Regions from separate parts of the Mus musculus genome. Here region 2 is linked to region 1. The links are chromatin contacts, called in public promoter capture Hi-C maps. All regions are on one chromosome and are shown on one strand. Each heading gives the region's core, a stretch centred on a gene start, on an enhancer-like site or on the middle of the called end of the contact. The rest is flanking DNA. Distances are from core to core; before and after follow the strand shown. Region 1 holds the start of Syn2 (synapsin II). Region 2 holds the start of Alox5 (arachidonate 5-lipoxygenase).

What was found. Capture Hi-C pulls out chosen DNA fragments and counts their contacts.
Region 2: a contact with region 1 is called in a promoter capture Hi-C map of liver, with 4 times the contacts expected there. The contact joins the promoter of Alox5 here to the promoter of Syn2 in region 1. A contact is called at or near these places in 3 of 39 promoter capture datasets (liver and pre-B cells) and 1 of 9 other capture datasets (liver).

Annotation. Positions count from the first base shown.
Region 1 is chr6:115,133,570-115,136,330 of GRCm38.p6, forward strand. It overlaps Syn2 (synapsin II), which reads left to right and starts at 1,333. Exons shown (of 13, transcript NM_001111015.1): 1 at 1,333-1,891. The coding sequence starts at 1,512. It overlaps Gm17733 (predicted gene, 17733), which reads right to left and starts at 1,266. Exons shown (of 2, transcript NR_132436.1): 1 at 1,046-1,266.
Region 2 is chr6:116,459,810-116,462,550 of GRCm38.p6, forward strand. It overlaps Alox5 (arachidonate 5-lipoxygenase), which reads right to left and starts at 1,369. Exons shown (of 14, transcript NM_009662.2): 1 at 1,066-1,369. The coding sequence starts at 1,215.

The sequences.
Region 1 (2,761 bases), core at 83-2,582:
TGAGAACCAACTGGGATATACAAAACAGGAACACCCTGCTAACATTAGTGTCAAGACCCTCACTGATTCCATTCAGACTAGCTAATACTACTGAGAAATAAGAATAAGGACTTAGGCCCCACTACTGGCTTATCTACTGCGTACCAGACGCTTTACCTACATGTTCTCATTTACTCCAGCAGCTTTGAAAAGTGCTATCTGTTTTTATTAGCTGTGGAAGAAAAAGGTTCAAGGGAGTAATTTGCCCAAAGTCGTGCATCACTCCAGGTGGTCTGCCTGTCAAGTACATCTGCTACATTTTGTCCAGATACAAATGTAGGGGACTAATATACCTGAAGACAGATCAAAACAAAGGTTCAAAGAGCACACAAAATTTAGAGAGTGCACAGAGAAGTTGGTAGTCAGATAAACCTTCATGGAGATGGTCAGTTAGGGGACTAGGTCGCCCTACAACACTGGGGAACAATGTATGTCAGGGAAGCAAATTGAGGGGGTAGCCTTGGCTATCTGTCTGAGGGATCCTGAAAAGACATTTTCAGTCTTCTCGGGCTCTCTTGCGCGCGCGCGTGCTCTCTCTCTCTCTGGTCAGGGAGAGAATTGTGCACTATTAAGTGGGGCACAGAAATTGCCTCCTAATGTCCTCCAGGGCAGTGTGGAGAGGGTCTGCTTAGGTTCCTTCTTCCTCAAGGAGGGTGAGGTAGCCCTCTACTTCATTGTGGTCTGGACTCCCACCTTTTGGGTCAGGGAGAGGTTTTTCCCATTCAGCACGGGTAGGCAGCTTTTATTCATTCATTCATTCATTCATTCATTCATCCATCCATCCATCCATTCATTCATTCAGGTCTCAGCATACAAGGTGCGCATTAGCAGCAACAGATTAGTCCATTCCTTCTCATCTGAAAGTTGGGGACTTTGGCATCATTTTCCTGAGCTTCAGGAAAGGAAATGCTTCGCTTTGCTCACTGAATGGTGGTCCTGGGTGTGTGTGCGCGCGCACACACACGCCAGAGCGGGTGGAGGGGCAGGTGTAGCTCTTTTCTCTCACCTCAGGGTAGGGAAGCTGACACCTCTCTTCTAACTAGATGGTATTAGGATGGTGTCTTCGTCTGGAACTGGGACACGACTCTCCTCTTGAAACCACGAAGGTGATGATGGTGGGAGACTCTCGGCTTTCCTTCCCTCCACACTGCGAGAGCTCCTGGTTCCCACACAGTCACGCTCAGGTGGCGGGAGGGGACACTCTCCCTTCTCTTTGCGCCAGAGCCTGAAAAGGCGGGGGACGCGCGAGTAGGCGGGGGCGGAGCAGGCTCTGCGGAGAGGGGCGGAGACAGAAGTAGTCACGCCCTCGGCACCGCCCACTGCTCCCTCGCTAACAGGCTCGCTCCCCAGACCCAGAGCGCCGCGGCTGTCTGCTGGGCTCCCGGAGACGCGGACCACCTTCGGTGTCCCCGCGCCGTCCTCCCCGCGCCGCTTGGCCCGCCGCCTCGAGCGCCCTCAGCCCCTCAAGCCAGATGATGAACTTCCTGAGGCGCCGGCTGTCGGACAGCAGCTTCATCGCCAACCTGCCCAATGGCTACATGACTGACCTTCAGCGCCCGGAGCCGCAGCAGCCCCCTCCTGCCCCTGGCCCCGGTGCCGCTACGGCGTCGGCGGCCACCTCAGCTGCCTCGCCCGGTCCCGAGCGCAGGCCGCCACCCGCCCAGGCACCCGCGCCGCAGCCGGCGCCGCAGCCCGCGCCGACGCCGTCGGTGGGCAGCAGCTTCTTCAGCTCGCTGTCGCAAGCGGTGAAGCAGACGGCCGCCTCCGCCGGCCTGGTGGACGCGCCCGCACCTTCGGCCGCTTCCAGGAAGGCCAAGGTGCTGCTGGTGGTCGACGAGCCGCACACCGACTGGTAGGCCCCTGCGGGGTCCGCCGGGGGCAGGGTGTGAAGATGGACCCTCGAGGTCACCCGGGAGAGCACCGGGGACGAGCAGGTGTCTGTGTGTGGGAGGGGCGAGGGCAGGCGTTGACCTCCCAGAGACATGGGTCCTAAGGTAAAGGACTCGGTGGCCTCCAGGCCGGTGGCAGAGCAAGCTACTTCATTAAGCACCAATGGAGCTTAAAAATAGTGATAAGTCGACCACGCTCTAAAGGAAGGCCACACAGCCAAGAATATTTGGGCAGCACATATTGGCTGTGACAGTGGTGGTGGGGACACCACAAAGTTGGGAAGGAAGAGAAGGAGGGATGGATCTGGAAAGAGCTGGGGGAGGGAGGGTGAAGATGATCAAAACAGGTTGTACAACATCCTCAAAGAACTAATAAAAAACAAAAACAAAACACAAATACTTATGGTGGGGGGGGGGCAGGCTTAACAGTTTAGACGCATACAAGCTAAGGTGAAAATGGACCCAGATGGCCATCAAAATAAAGGACACCAAAAAAGATTCTAGTCTGCAAGGTTTGGAATGAGTTGGGAGTGGATATTAGTATTTAAGTTGGATAGGTGTTTTTGTTGTTGTTATTGTTTGTTTGTTTTGTTTTAAACCTGTACCTGTATTGATATCAAGGTGGGTTAGATCACAGGTGTCTCAGAGTGTGATTGACATCTGTTTAAAAATAATGAGATTATTATATATATGCAACAGGGAGGGGATATATGTTTTAAAAATTTTGTTCTCTCTCTTCCCTTCTCTCCCTCCCTCCCTCCCTCCCTCCCTCCCTCCTTCCCTCCCTCCGTGTGTGTGTGTGCGTGTGTGTGTGTGTGTGTGTGTGTGTGTGT
Region 2 (2,741 bases), core at 119-2,618, 1.3 Mb after region 1:
GTAAACTAAATGATAAGAAGGCAGCCTGGTAAAATCAAACCTAAGCCTAGTTTAGACCTGGAGGTAGTAGAAGGAAGAGGAACCCCCCACCCCCACCCCAAGGGTCTGCAGCGTGCCTGTCTATTACAGACTCACTTACTGAGCAAGTCTGATGTACTAGGCACTTAGTGGGTCACTGAAAACCATGACCTGCCTGTGTTAAGAGAAAGTCATGGGGCTAGACTTTACACACCAGCAGCATCCAAACGGAATGGCCTCCCACAGTGCCTGTGGGGCTGCCAGACTCCAAAGTCTGTATTAGGAGGGAAGAAAGGAAATCTTTCTTCCTTTTTTCCTTCAGAAGCTAATACTCAGGGAGGAAGTGTCCTCTTGCACGCACCCTGCTGACAGTCTTTCCAAAGGCTGCTCGGGCCAGACCTTCCTTCCTTTACATTCCTCCACTGGGACTGAGTGCAGGAAATGTAGGGTACCTAAGTGTGGGGGGCAATCCCTGGACTCATTCCTAGCCCCCAAATGGGACTGGGCTCCCTCATGACTCATGGGTAAGATTAAACCTAACCAATTTTTAGTTTGGTAAACGAAGGTCCACAGTAGGGATAGAAGAGTGATTATGCCCAAGTTGACTCCCGATCCTGGATCTCTGACTTACCCTGGACTTACACTGTCTACACAAAATGGCTAGCTGTCGAACAGGGCTTTCTATGCTTTGCAGTGGTACTGGACTCTGGGGCACTAGGACCTCAGAACTCCCGAGGTGAAGGGGCCTCTCACAAATTCTGGGTCCTGTTGGTGAAAGTTTGTGCCATCTCTCACATAAGAGGCCAGCCACATCAGTCCCCCACATTGGAAGTCATTTGTCCCTTAAGATACCCGAGTCATCAGGAAGTCTAGGGTGCCTCGCTTGCCCTGGCATGCACCGACTCTGGCGCTGCATCAGATCCCCAGATGCGCTCACATAGGGTCACGAGCGCGCTGGGACAGACAGTTCTCAGGTGCCTGCCTGTCCTGCCCCGCCGCCCTCCCGCTCTTTGCTGCCAGCCGTCGGTCCCAAGCGCGCATTCTCACCGCGCCCCGTTCGAAGTCATTGTAGAATGCCTTGTCCAGCAGATGCTTCTCGCTACAGCCCGCAGAGCCAATGAGGCTGAGGTAGATGTAGTCGTCGGTGCCCGCGAACCACTGGCTGCCGGTGGCCACGGTGACCGTGTAGGAGGGCATGACTCCGGGCAAGTGAGTGCTGCTGGTGTGGGAGCAGGAGCCCGCGAAGCTCGGCGTGGCAGCCCACCAACTTCTTGACCCTGTCACTCGCGGCAGCTCCCTGCCACAGTGGCCAGCAGCGGGCCAGCCTTGCGCTTGGGTCTGGCTCCACCCTGCGACCGGCCCTGCCTTCAGGCGCTGGCTCCGCCCCTGTCTCTGGCCAGTCCCAGGACCCCACCTTCCAACGCATCCTTCTCTCCTGTGGCACTGGAGGGACAGTGATCTCTGATAGGCTGAAGCCCTTGTTCCTCTGCCCCATCTCTACCTAGCTTTTATCCCTCATGCATTTTTGTTTTCATTAGTCAATTAATCCCTTATTTCTTCCATCTTTATGGCTTCTTGCCTGTTTCAGTGTCCCTCACTGTCAGCTCAAGAACTACCTGTGTCCTCATTCAGTTGCAGCACACAGCGTATGCAATAGTTACACTTAGAGCAGGGGGTCTGAAGCCCACAAGGAGAGTACCTGTAGCTCCACGGTGGACCCCAAGGAAACTTGAATGTTGGTTTCTTCACAAAATGAGTAAACCTTCTCTCTCTGGGCAAGGTACTGGGAGGCGCGGGGTGGGAGCAAACTTGGGGGAAATGGTTAGTGGTACTGGGAACCAGCCTTAGAAAGTAGTGGCCCGAGTGGGCGACTCCTAATCTGCACCTGTGGGACTGTCTGGAACTTTAATGGCATGCTTGCTGAGAGCGGACTTGTGATGGGAAAGGAGGTTGTCTTGTCCGGAGATGGCTTAAGGAGTTGGTTAAGACTGAGAGTCTTAGGGAAGAGTGGGATGCTCTTCAGTGAGAGCCTACCTGTGCATTTTGGGTAAAGGTAGAAAAGAAACCTTAAGGAGAGTGATTGCTGGAAGGTGAGGAGGGCTATCCCACTGTGCTCAGAAAAGCATAACATTGTTGCCATAGAGAGAAGGGAAAGCAGCTGGTCACTAGAAGGTAGGCGGTCAATGCACCCTCCTTAATTTACAGTGGAACAATGGGCAGCATTAATTTGTCTGTAATAAACTGTGCTACTACTTCTTGGTTATTTTTTTCCATTCTGCTTTTCCTGCCCTCCAGTTGATTGGATGGGGCTCACCTAGCAAGTGAGACAATGTATAACAATTAAATCTACAAAATCCTTCGATAATACCCTGCTCATGTTGGATGGAATGACTACATTCCATACATTGGTCATGCCACAGTCTAAGTGAGCTCTCTTCTGAAATTTTGAATCTTCTAATTTCCACAGATCCTTGGCACATTCCCTTCCCTTCTGGGTGGTTTCTCCTGCCTTCCTTCTGTACCTCTAGATCTTGTGCAAACTCCTTCCCAGATGTTGTTTCTTCTGTGAATCTGTTTGCCTCTCTTTGACTGCTACCCTATCACCGCTGCTCACACTTACTGTCACATTGTCATCTGTCCCAAGGGGATCTGCTCTGTCGTCATTTCTCCCATCATATTATGAGCTGCTTGGGGGCTGGGATTGTGTTTTGCTCATATCCTAG